Linked DNA regions of Triticum aestivum: region 2 is linked to region 1. Evidence: chromatin contacts called from public Hi-C data. All regions are on one chromosome and are shown on one strand. The core of a region is the stretch at or near the end of the contact, and the rest is flanking DNA. Distances in the headings are between cores, read along the strand shown. Region 1 holds the start of LOC123062796 (RNA-binding protein 24-B). Region 2 holds the start of LOC123062798 (phytolongin Phyl1.2).

Evidence for each region. Hi-C and Micro-C count contacts between places; a contact is called where the count stands out from the background.
Region 2: a contact with region 1 is called in a Hi-C map of leaf, with 5 times the contacts expected there. The contact joins the promoter of LOC123062798 here to the promoter of LOC123062796 in region 1. A contact is called at or near these places in 4 of 5 Hi-C or Micro-C datasets (leaf and an unstated tissue).

Annotation. Positions count from the first base shown.
Region 1 is chr3A:638,337,421-638,343,629 of IWGSC CS RefSeq v2.1, forward strand. LOC123062796 (RNA-binding protein 24-B) reads right to left here and starts at 3,074. Exons shown (of 6, transcript XM_044486461.1): 1 at 2,690-3,074; 2 at 2,320-2,452; 3 at 1,306-1,453; 4 at 871-907. The coding sequence starts at 2,872.
Region 2 is chr3A:638,466,751-638,472,959 of IWGSC CS RefSeq v2.1, forward strand. LOC123062798 (phytolongin Phyl1.2) reads right to left here and starts at 3,600. Exons shown (of 5, transcript XM_044486466.1): 1 at 3,288-3,600; 2 at 2,272-2,382; 3 at 1,763-1,967; 4 at 1-1,675. LOC123062797 (SUN domain-containing protein 4) reads left to right here and starts at 4,640. Exons shown (of 4, transcript XM_044486463.1): 1 at 4,640-5,013; 2 at 5,390-6,209. The coding sequence starts at 4,818.

The sequences.
Region 1 (6,209 bases), core at 1,824-4,323:
ACTAGCCTATGCTTTTCATTTCACTGTGCTCCTGGGTCAAAGGAAGAAGGAATTCTACACTTTACATTTTCACAATACTCCAGTAGCAAAGGAAGAAAGCGAAATCAGTATCAGCAACAGAACAAAACGAGTAGGCCATGCATCATTTATGTTGTAGGATGGGACAGTTGTAATGGTTCAGAAACATCCAGATCACAAGGACTTGAAGAGTTTAGATTTTCAAGTAGGAAAGTTGAGACATGACTGTGGATATGACATCACTATTATTTTATCTCCAGGTAACTGTTATATTTATGTACTGGTAGAGGAATACTAGAATTTACTATGCATGCTCAAGCCATTGCTGGTGAGCTAGGTTACTGTTAATTCTATGGCTTCCATGAATAGAAACAAAGCAAGCATTCTGTTTTTAAGTTAAACCTGTGCAGGGCTTATTTGCAGCACAGACAAAGAGTGCGAACACCAATCCTCCAGGTTGGCTTGAAAGTTAGCAGTTGCAGAGGCAAAATGGTCAGCATTTTTCTTTCTTTCTTTGGTTATTGCACATCATTGCATTTTATGACCCCGAAGCATATCCTATGTAACATGATGCTCACTTTTATGTAACATTTATGTAGTGCTATTTTTCATGCATCCCTTCATCACATATCATGGCTCTTATGATAAAATGCATGATATGCATACATACTAGGAAACATTTTAAGTACGCTGGTATAGCGACATGCAAACTTAAAAGCCATGTGCTAATCTTTTTCTCTTGTCTACACAAATTAAACCTCAATGAAATTAATGACAATAACTCGTAGCAATTAATATGTAACTGTTGGTGAATTCAATAGAACTTTTTGCTAATGCGAAGATAGAACTTACTGCAGGATAACCGTAGTCTGGAGAATAGGGAGAATACCTGCGGCAGCGAGGGAGAAAGAAACATTAGTTATGTCTTAACAAATTAATAATGATGCATTAGATTATGTACTTGATAAACCAGCAAGCTTAGCTTGTGTGCGTGTGAGAGAGAGAAAGAGAGAGTGAGCAGCAAGAGTGTGAGACTGAGCGGTCATGTGCAGACGTGCAGTGGCACTAGAGCACGCTCTGTCACTTTTATGAGCGAGCATATGTGTGAGAGAGATGTGTTGCATGCAAGCTAAAAAGTTACACGCCAGTCGCCATTGACCAAAGATGGGATGTCACAATGCACATGTCATGCATGTGATTAACCCTCCGTCACAGCTGGTCCATAGACACTTTCCATAGGTTCCTCACCACATGAGAGAGAGATGAGTGAGAGAGAGAGAAACTTACCCATAGACATGGTAAGGGAGGCCTTGTGGGATGGCATAATGAGGGAAGGTGGCCTGCGAAGGAAAAGCTGCGCCCAGCGCACCTTGGATCCCCGCCGCAGCCTGCTGCTGCCCAAAGGACTTCATCACTCGAAAGCTCCTAGCGCCTCCTGTAGTAAAATCATCAGCAAAACAAAAGTTAGTAGCCCTAAGTTTTTTTAATCACCCACATTACTCGCTAGCATCATCAACAAAAAGACGCACTGCTGTAAAAGGGATGCATGCACTTGTTCCTATGCACCTCTGATGAAGATGAATATATATTCGCGGTCATGCCATGGCTCGGTCTTCAGAATTGCAAGACGACATAATAGAAGTAAAAGATTCTCGAATCTGGCATTCATCTCGGTTGGATTTTATTATTTAACCCTAGGATTTTCTAATTAACGTTGCACATTATCCGAAACACGGCACTTGTTCCGAGGATAACTAACAACTTTGCGCCTCTAATGTTGTTTCGCCTTTATCTACTTTCTGCAGCAAGCAAATGCTCAGAGGATATCCTGTCAAGGCCACTATTTAGTTTTCCAGCTGCAAAGCAAATGGCAGCGACGTTGTTGTGCTTGGGAAAATCAGGTTGCACTGAGCTAAAGGTAGCCATTTTAAGCCTCTTATTCTCTAGTAAATGCCAAAATAAGATCCTTATGGACCTAATTGAGCTCCTTTATACTAATTGCACGAAGGTGCTTTTGCGCATAAAATCATAACAGCTAACTTGGTTATCATGAAACTATATACTAGCTAGAGCTCACAGAGAAATGAGAAGAGTCAGCAGTGCATCTATAATGATGACGATTACTTTGCTTTTTCAAAAGCTTTTACCTAGTGTGATAGTTGAACTGCGTTCAAATAATTAAAGAGAGGGTGTCATCAAAGAAATGCTTTCAATTAGGCTACCTAGCTATTAACTCTTCTCTAATGTTACTTTGTGTATGTAGCTAGCAGCTGGTAGAGAGAATGGGAAATGTCTACTAACCGTGCTGCGGGGTTGGAGGCCTGGATCTCTGCACCCCAAGGGAAGCCAGGTTGCAGTTGGCCCTCCTCCCGTCGATCACCGGCGCGGGGTCGACGCAAGACCTCATGGCCGATTCCGGGTCCCGGAAGGTAACCTACAAAACCACCAATTCAAAGTGCATCCGTCGTTCATATTGCAGCTCAGGCAAACAGAAAAAGTATGTGCAGTGTAGCAAAGAGAACACTTGCACTAGCTAGAAGCTTAATTCTGCTTCCAAGCTAAACTGCACTGAAACTGAAAGGGAAGGGAAAACCAGCAGAGAGAGAGAGAGAGAGAGAGAGAGAGAGAGAGAGTGTGTGTGTGTACAGTAGGAGGTATAGAAGAAGCATACAAATCCGTAGCCCTTGGATCTGCCGGTGTTCTTGTCGGTGATGACGACGGCCTCGAGGATCTCCCCGAACTGCTCGAAGTACTTCCTCATGGTCTCCTTCTGGGTCTCCCACGCCAGCCCGCCCACGAACACCTTGGTGTAGGTCGTGTCCCCGAACTGCCCCATCACACTCGGCGGGCTCATGGCGATGCTGCTACCTCCTCCTTCTTCTTCTACCTCAGCACCAGAGGGGAAGCAACTAAAACCAGCTGCAGCTAAGGATCTGAATTGGGCTAGGACACTAGCGGCTCTTGTTAGAGGAACGGAGGGAGGGAGGGAGTGAGGAAAAGCTAAAGGTTAGAGGAGAAAGGGGCGGGGTGGGGGAGAGGGAGGGGAAGGAAGGGGGTGTACAGGGGAGGAGGGGCAAATATATACTGGCGCTGGCTATGATAATGCACCATCCATCCTTGTCCTTTTGGTCCAAGCCATGCTGCCCCTCCCTCCCAGTATAATAATACTGCGCGCCGGGAGACACACCCACCCCCGCCCGCCAGCCAGCCCACGGTGGAATGACCGGAACGCCCCCGCCGGAGTGAACAGCTGTTACAGGGTGTCGTTAGGCTGTGCCTGTCCACGGAGTGGCAGAAACGGAACGGAGCGGGATTCTGATGGGAATTTGGGGGGCTCGGTACCTGGAGGATGTGGAGGCATTCCGGATGGTCTTTGCGAACTTATCCGATTCTCTTCTTTTTGGGAGTATTTGGTTGGACTAGCTACGTGCGTCGTCATGGCTAGACTAGAGGGAGGATAATCATGGGTGATCGGCCGGTGATACGAGCGTGAGGGGAGCAAACTTAGCAGGGTTCTTGCTCGCGTCCAGCAGAAGAGGGCGTGGGGTGGGTGGGGTTGGCCGACGCGAAATTCCGTTCTGTTCCGTGACACAACACAGGAGGTTTTGTATAGGTTCACCACTGCGATCAGCTCCAGGTTAGTTCTTTGCTATGCTATGCTATGCACGTATCATTTATGAGTACTCCTTTATTAATGTTTATAAGTATAAGTAATGCTTTGCTTCCGTGTTCGTTCTTTTTGTTGTCGCCCTTGGCTCATCTCTCCGGCGAGCCCATATCCTAATCCTCCACACACAACGTTGGTCCACCAATCGTCGAAAGTTGGGTTGTTTTCAGTTACAGTTTAATCGACGTGTACCATCATCCATCCGCGAATGAAAATCAGCACTAGAACAAATGATTGGGAATTATCTCCAGAGCCCGTAACCCTAGCCACTCTGAGAGCAAGAGCAGCTAGCGAGCTGCGCTGGAGCCCTTAATTTGTTTTCTTCTTCTTCTCATTGTGCACATAAAGCGCATGCAAAAGCACGGGGGTATATTTGATGATGTGCACTGGCTGGCAGCCCGAGGGGGAACGCATGATGTGCCATCAGATCTGATCTGGAGATGGACGGCTGGGGCGGCCCAGACCATTTGGAGTGGCCGGGGACAAGGACGCTGTGCCAAAGCTTTTGCGCGGCCTATCAGTCTCTATTCTCTAGTGTCTAGCTCCTACTGACTATTTATCTCCCTTGGCCTTGAAGCCACCCCCGATAACAACAGCGCCGTCCATCCATCACTCGGGTCAATATCTCAGACAGCAACAATACAATCTCCGACGCCCGTGTGTATACATATGTGTACCTATCCATGCAATATCTTGATCTCTGCCGACTGATAGTTGCGCCTTCCTTTTCGCAGACGAATTATGGGAGAATACAAGGAAATATGACAGTTTGTTGCTTGTGGTTGGTTACTGTAGTAGTAGGAGTTGAATTATTGAATCATTTCACGTGCAACTCCTGCATTGATCGGAAATGGCCAATTACTGTGTCTAGACAGGGAGATTCTCCCCTGAGTTGGAGAATGTATATATGATAAAGTGGCTGATTGGGAATATTACGGAAATCAATGAGGAAAGGTGGAAAGTCCTTGTCTGCTTTGAGAAGGTTGGCACACGATATGAATATGAATATCAGTCTGGCTCTGGCGGCGATGTATGTGTATTATATGGCCTGGCTTTTAGCCGACGGGGAGTGTAGACTTGGGGAGTGACTCGTGGCCGCCCAGCTTACAATTCGGTACAAAGCGCACACCATATTTGGGGACTGCATTTGGTGGCAAAATTTTCTTTTCGGGATGGCAATCATGGACCTTTTGATTCAATAACGCCCAAAGCGGTGGAGGAGAAAAACTAATCATTTTGTCATCCCAGCTTAAATCAGGGAAGTATACGTGTATGCAATATTGTTATCAATTCAGTACTTATTAGTAGTACTGCATTTAGGATACGGCGACAGTTGTAGCATTCCATAGAAACTAGAGACTCCTTTTCGTCCACCCATTGCATATATGCTTATCCCGCCTAATCATTTGGCCGCCTGCTTTCACTGCAAAGGGAATCCTTTTATACACAATCGGCTGGAGTATATTTTTTTTCTCTCTCGGAGCAAGGGAGGAATCTACTACTAGGTTAATGGTCCAAGTTTACATGACCTCTGACGTGCTTCAGAGTGTTGGATTAACTGCTCTGCACCACGTCTTTTGTTGACCGGTTTGACCGGGACCGGCCTGGGAGGAACAGGGACCCCGGCGTAATTTTGTGGCTGTTGCTCGTGCTGTTGCTGCAGTTGCGGTTGCGCCTGGACCGGATTGGACTGGACTGGACTGTTGCTTCGCACCCAATTTATCTCGTTGCAGTTTGGAACTTTGGATGCTCTGCGCCTGAAGCAAAAGCAGGACCCTGACCTCACCCCACTGTTCATCTTCGTGTGGTTGCATCATCGGTGCCGCGGACGCGCGCGTGCTACGCAAGGCCGAAAGCCTCTCGAACTCAAAAACTCCCCGGCTTCTCGCATGAGACGAACAGTTTTCCTGTGATCAGATATGCGTTGCAAATACTAATATAAACTTGGCCAAACTTTGTCGAGTTTGACTTGACACAAATCTGTTACGCGGAGTGAAAAGGACTGGAGGGAGTAGACTCTTAAGCCCCACCTATATTTACCGGCAATCAAACGGGTTCGAAGTCCCAACTATATTCATGGGCAAGCATTTTTTTTGGCGGTGGAATTTGGTCCCCGTTCAGCCGGTGAACTAGGAAAAGGAGCATCGGCGCTTGGCGGCAACGGAGTCTGCAGCATGGGGAAAGGTGGCGGCACTCCATATGCGTCTGCGCAGCGCTTCGGATTCCACTGGCGCTCGATCTTTGGGCGGTGCCACTGACGTAGGACTAGGAACGGCGGGCATGATAGTCTTCCCGGCGGAAGAAAAGGTTGCCTTCCTTGTTCGACGGCAGATTCGTCTCAACTTTTTCTGTAGGGGGAGCAATGAATTCTTGGCTGTCACTCAAATTTGGTAGCACCCGGATGGCCTAGCACCGGTCAGCGTCTGGTCTAGCCAATTCTGTTGCCTGGTACAGCTGGTGTGTCTGGTCGACGTTACTGTGATTTGGATATACGAGGATTGGACCATGGATTGGGGCGTAGCAA
Region 2 (6,209 bases), core at 2,350-4,849, 130 kb after region 1:
CATCTTGATGCAAAATGATGCATGCCTTCAAGTGTGGTTTTCGGCCTTGGAGAAGGCTTTAAGGGGTCTGCTGTTGCGATTTGAGAAGAAAAGTATTTTTGCTGTAGAATTTTCGTCCGATGATAAGATACTTTGGGGTTAGGTGAGTCAAAACGTTCACGAGTCAAATTTAGTGCTTTCACAAGAGTAACATAGAGGCTAGTTTTTAGGTGGTCTGGACAGTGACAAATCTGAACAAGTCACCTGTTAGTAGTATTACACATAAGAGGATAGGTGGAACATCACTAGTAGGAAAAAGAACAAACTTGTCAACACACCACGCAACATATTTTATCCTTCACCTAACAGCAAAGTTTCTAGGCTAAAAGACAAAAACCAGCAATGACACCTTAGCACAGAAATCACAAAACAACGAAGCTATTGAGCCAAGTATATACTCCCTCCGTTTCAAATTACTCGTCGTGGTTTTAGTTCAAATTGAACTAAAACCACGACGAGTAATTTGGAACGGAGGGAGTATAATACAATAACAATATAGGGTTGGTGGGTAAGCCTACATTCCAGAAACTTAGTTGTCCATGATGGGGATTCAACTGTGTTGATAAGCAGGGCCACAAACACAGGAAGTTACTTGACTTCATAATTATACGTGGCTCCAGAGCTGAGAAATCTGGGCAAGAGCAATGATCATTCGAGTGCACAACAAGGAGCTTTAAGAATAATAACTCAAATCATCCATTGATATGATCATTAATCCGCGAGCCAGAGGCCATGAAAACGGCCAGCAATGTTGCATTTCTTTGATTCCCAGGAAAAGAAAAGATCTACCAAGCTATCTGTTAGACAGGGATTAAAGAAAAGGAAGGAGATGTACTGGGCAGAGCCTTCAGTTGCCAATTTACCGTCGATAAAACGGATATACCAGCCAAGCAATGACACCTAAGCACAGAAATCACAAACAACAAAGCTATAGAGCCAAGTAATACAACAAGGTGCTATTGCATTCCAGAAATTTAGTTGTCCCTGATGGAGGTTAAATTCTGTGATGATAGGCAGGGACACAAACATAGGACAGTTTACTTGAACTTATGATTATATGGGGCCTCGGAGCCGAGACATCAACATCTGCTGGGTAAGTAACAGCAATGATCATTCGAGTACATAGCAAGGCACTTTAGGAATAACTCAAATCATCCACGCATATGATCATTAATACGTGAGTCAGCAGGGGTGCAACAGCCCCCGCTATTGCATTTCTTTATTTTCCAAGGAAGAGAACAGATCTAGCAGGCTATCTTCTAGACAAGTACAAAGGGTGTACAATGTACTGGGCAGAGCCTTCCGTTGCCAACTTACTGTTGATAAAACGGATATACCAGCCCTATATACATGCATGGAAATGAAGTGCAAGGGTACAAACAAGATGCTACTGAGAATTCAAGGAACTAAGAAGCTACATTTAACCTGCATACTTTTTATACCCGCTCCCGCTCTTTGGTGCCTACTGCCTAGTAGGATGGGTAAATAATTGGTTGCCTCATAGCTCCATGACCAACAGCATTCACAACATAACCTCCATAGCTAGCATTCAGAACAGAACCATATACATGACTGTTGTAACCATACGTACCATGGACAAACTCTCGGTGCCCATGCACGGGTCGAGGTGGTAATGCTGGTGAAAGGAGAAAACAATAGAACACAATGAGATCAAGTCATGTATCCTGGAATATGTATAAACAGACCTAGGAAATAGCCTCACCTTGAGGGTGAACATTGTAAGGATGATAGCCTTGTGAAAAACCATTATGTGGAATCCCACCATTTACCACCGGATATGCTGGTTTATGCGACACAAGTGTATCACTAGAATGCACAAACTGAGGCTGCTTTGGTAATGGTATAGGGTTGAGTTTAGGCATTACTGGATTATTGCCATTTGATGACGGCTTGTCTTGTCCGGAAAGCTGTCAAAATTGATACGAATTTAGGGATTAGACCTTGCTTATATTAATACAAAACACACATATGTATACACGGTTATAAGAAGTAAGGGCAACAATTAGTGTGTTCCAATCAAGTTGCAATTTGTAACCAGTGTTAATTTGCAAGGTAATGATCGTACAGATGTAGCATATCTATATTGAAGATCACAAAAGAAGAAACATACCGCAAATTTAAGTGTTTTACCATTAAGCCTAACAAGTCCTGAAAAAAGTCTAACAGCATACTGAGCAACTGCCTCTGTCTCATACTCAGCAAAAGCAAAACCTTTGGGACGCCCAGTTTCTTTGTCACATGGTATGTGTAGGTCTACTACATGACCGGCCTGAATAAGAATCTCATACAAGACTCTTTCAGGGACCTTCTCATCCAAGTTGCCTGTTGAGAAAAACAGGTCATAGAATTAATACAACACAAAACATTGCTTAAGTAATACAACAGACTGTAGTAAGATGTGTACAGGGATGTTACATAAATCATAGAAAAAGGACCGAACACTAGGATTGCCCAGAGAGAACACCATATGCATACAGTGAATCAGTGATGCCTCAGAACAGCAAACAGAGTGTAACAACCTATGAAAGTGACCGAGAAAACTAGACAGTGATAAAAGAGCGCTACCCAAACAGACCCAGCTATGCGATTATTATTCCAGGTAATGCAAGAGTCAATTTGTCTCCATGTCAGGTAATTCCCCAAATACATGTGCAAAACTCGAAATGCTCTTTGTCCAAAACACAACCATTAAGGATAATTATACTGCAATGCCTGCAGAGCACACTGCAGCAACATGAAACAAACCTTCGAGGTTGTTTACTGTTTTTTTTTATCAACCAACATAACTAGCAACTCGACCTACAGATGGCAGTGTCATGGCTCACCAGGAATCATTTGGCCGGCAAATTAGAACTATATAACCATCGCATGCTGACATGTAACAAACGACAACCACAAGTACAACAACAGATAACACCCTCACAGAAGAATTGTTTTACTAATACCAACCGGTGGCACCAGGATAACATTGTGATACTTCATACATAGCAGGCACTAAACAAGCCTGAAAGCGCAAAAGGGGATGAATCGCAATTGCACCGTTCTAATCTACACTTCTCCCCGCACGCACTATAACCCTAGCGCGACTAATCAATCGACCACCGAGACGCACATCGACCAAACCCCTAGAAATTAGGGCACGCATCTAATTCAATCCGAACCAAACGGGACGCGGCGGTTACGCGGGCAGGACCGCAGGAGGGGAGCGCGACGCGAAGGGGGCTCACCTACGTAGACGCTGCAGGCCGGGTTCCTCGCCATTGGGGGCCGGATCTGGGCGCGAGGGCGTGGAGGAGGAGGAGGAGGAGCACCGCGCGCTCACGGCCGCCGTCGCGCCGCAATCCGGAGGAGGAGGAGGGAGCGAAAGGAGTCGCGCGAAGTCGCTCGGGCGAATTGCGGCGCAGGAAGGAGGACGCAGGGTCTCTCTAGTCGGGCCGGTTCGCACCTGGGCCGTTGGGCGGTGGCTATTTGTCTGGCGCCGCCTCGAGATTCGGGAATCGGCTCGGTCTCCGACTCCAAGACCGACGAGGAAAGGCGTGCCCTGGCCCGAGTCGACAGCCGAAGAGGAAGAGACGGATACGCGGTAGACACCGGGGTATGTGGACTACGTGGCAGGGCCACGCGGAAGCCTGCGATTGGCCGGCGCGCGTGTCGTGCACGCGAGAGTACCGGCCGAACCAAACTGTGACGTGTATGTCGGCCACATCACGTTTCGGTTGACGTCGTACCGTCCAGCTGCATGTCGACAAGGCGATGACACTATACTAGTACAGGTATACCTAGCACTAATGACGCGCCATGCCTCATCGGCAATCCTGAAGCCAACCACCCGTAGAGTACAGAGTGGTTGATGATAATCTTGTTTGAGAAAAAATAATGCTCCTTTCAGGGTGGTCGGCATGGAAATAGTACAAGTGTCGCAATGGACAATGAAAGACATTATCATTTAGGCCTGACACTAAGCCCTCGGATGATTAGGTACTTTCCGGTGAAACCAGCTCACAAGAATGCAAGTTCTCATTGATGTATATATTTTTTAAAATTTATTTCAGACTTTTAACGATGTTTGTTCAGTATGGTCGGCATGAAAAAAAAGGACAGTACTTGCTAATAATAATCCTATAGGGTGGTCGACATGAAACTGTTGCAATGGACACTACAAATCATTATCATCGACCCGTAAAATTTGGCCGTTTCCCCACATTTCCCGCATGGAAGCATGGCTTTCTACCCCGTGATTTCTCCCTGATTTAGGAATTTCGCAGTTTGAAACCGAAGCTTTTGAGTTCTGACGGTGACAACGGCAGGCAGCGGGGTTTCTGCCGTTCCACGTCGCAAGGGAACAAAAGGGCCACCTCATCGCGAGGCGAACAGGCTGGACGTGTCGACGCGGCATGAATCGCCGTGCCAAACGCTGTAAGCCGACAAGGAGATCTCGCGATACAAAACCCAGGGGCGCCTCCCTGGCCTCCACCTCCTCCTCCTCCCCCTCCCCCCTCTCCACCTGCCTTCCATCCCTCCCCCCGATGGAGCTCCGGCCGTTTCAAAAGGCAGCCCCCACCCTCCCCCGCAGCTCGCCCCACCGCCGCCCGGCCCCGTCCCCCGCCCGCGCCGACCCGCGGCCGCGGTTCTGAGCGCGCGCGCGCCTCCCCTCCCCTCCCCCCTCCCTCCCCCCGGCTCGGATTCCGTTCGTCGCCCTCGCTTCCCCGCGCCGGACCAAGGGTGCCGCGGGGCGCGCAGATGCGAGGCGGGGAGAAATGCAGAAGTCGCGGAGAGACCTCATGAAGAGGAAGGCGGCGGCCAAGGCGCACGAGCAGGGCGCGGGCGCGGCCGCCGGGATGAGGCGGCGGCGGCTGTACGGCTTCTCCGCCTCGCTCGTCGTCGCGTCCTGGGCCGCGCTCCTCATCCTCAACTCGCTCGTCGGCCACGGCGACGGTCAACGCGGTACGCATGGTCCGGGCCTTCTTCTCTCCTCCGTCCCTGAAACTCTGAAGTTCCGCTCGCCTTGATGATGAATGAATCCTGTGCCGTGCTGCGCGGTGGTTGCGTGGTGCGGCGATCGGTAGGTGTTTGGTGGATTGTCCGTGGCTGTCGGTGGTGCCGTGCAGGCGCGATCGAACCCCCGTTAGGCTTAGATCCGTAATAATCCGTATGCGGTTGTTGCGCTCTCTCTGATCACCGAACAGGTTGCTGGTTGTTAGATGCGTTGCCGAAATTTCCACGTTTGTGTTCTGTGTCCGAGATTTACTGAACGCTCCTGTCATCAGTTTTTAAATAAACTTGGTTCCGTGTTGACTGAGATCACATTTTCTTCGTCTGATTTCTGCAGATGGTGGAGACCCGATTGTTGCCATTCCCATTGCTGGGCCTGGGCCTACAATGAATGAAGGTTCTGTTGGTCCTGATGTTGTACACCAGGAGCACGAGGAGAATTTGGCGGTGTCTGGTGACACATGTGTTAAACTTGATGAAAGTGTCTTGCTTTCAGAAGAGACAGTTCTGCAGGAAGATGAAGTGTGTTCCAAGGATGATGCTGGAAGTGATGACATGGAAGCTGTAACCAAGGATGATCAAATTGATCTGTCAGAAGGCCAGGGCGAAGAACAAACTGTAACCAAGGATGGTAAAATTGACCTGTCAGAAGGTCAGGGTGAGGAAGGTGCTCTGACCAAGGATGATCAAATTGACCTGTCAGTAGGTCAGGGTGCGGAAGAAGCTCAAACAAATGATGATCAAATTGAGCAGTCAGGAGGTCAGGGTGAGAGTCCTCATCTGACAAACATCGCCTCTGTAGTTCATCCAGCGGAGAAGGTGGATGTTGAAGATGTTCCCAAACCAGCAAGGTTGGCACGAGTTGTTCCTCCGGGTCTTGATGAATTTAAGACGAGAGCAATTGCTGAAAGGGGAAAGGATGCCTCTAGTCAAACTGGCCATGTGATTCACCGAAGGGAACCTAGTGGTCAGTTGTACAATTATGCTTCGGCAGCTAAAGGGGCAAAGGTTCTGGATTATAACAAGGAGGCCAAAGGCGCTTCCAACATTCTAGACAAAGATAAGGATAAGTATCTCCGCAATCCTTGTTCCGTGGAGGGAAAATATGTCATCATAGAGCTTTCTGAAGAAACCTTGGTAGATACCATTGCAATTGC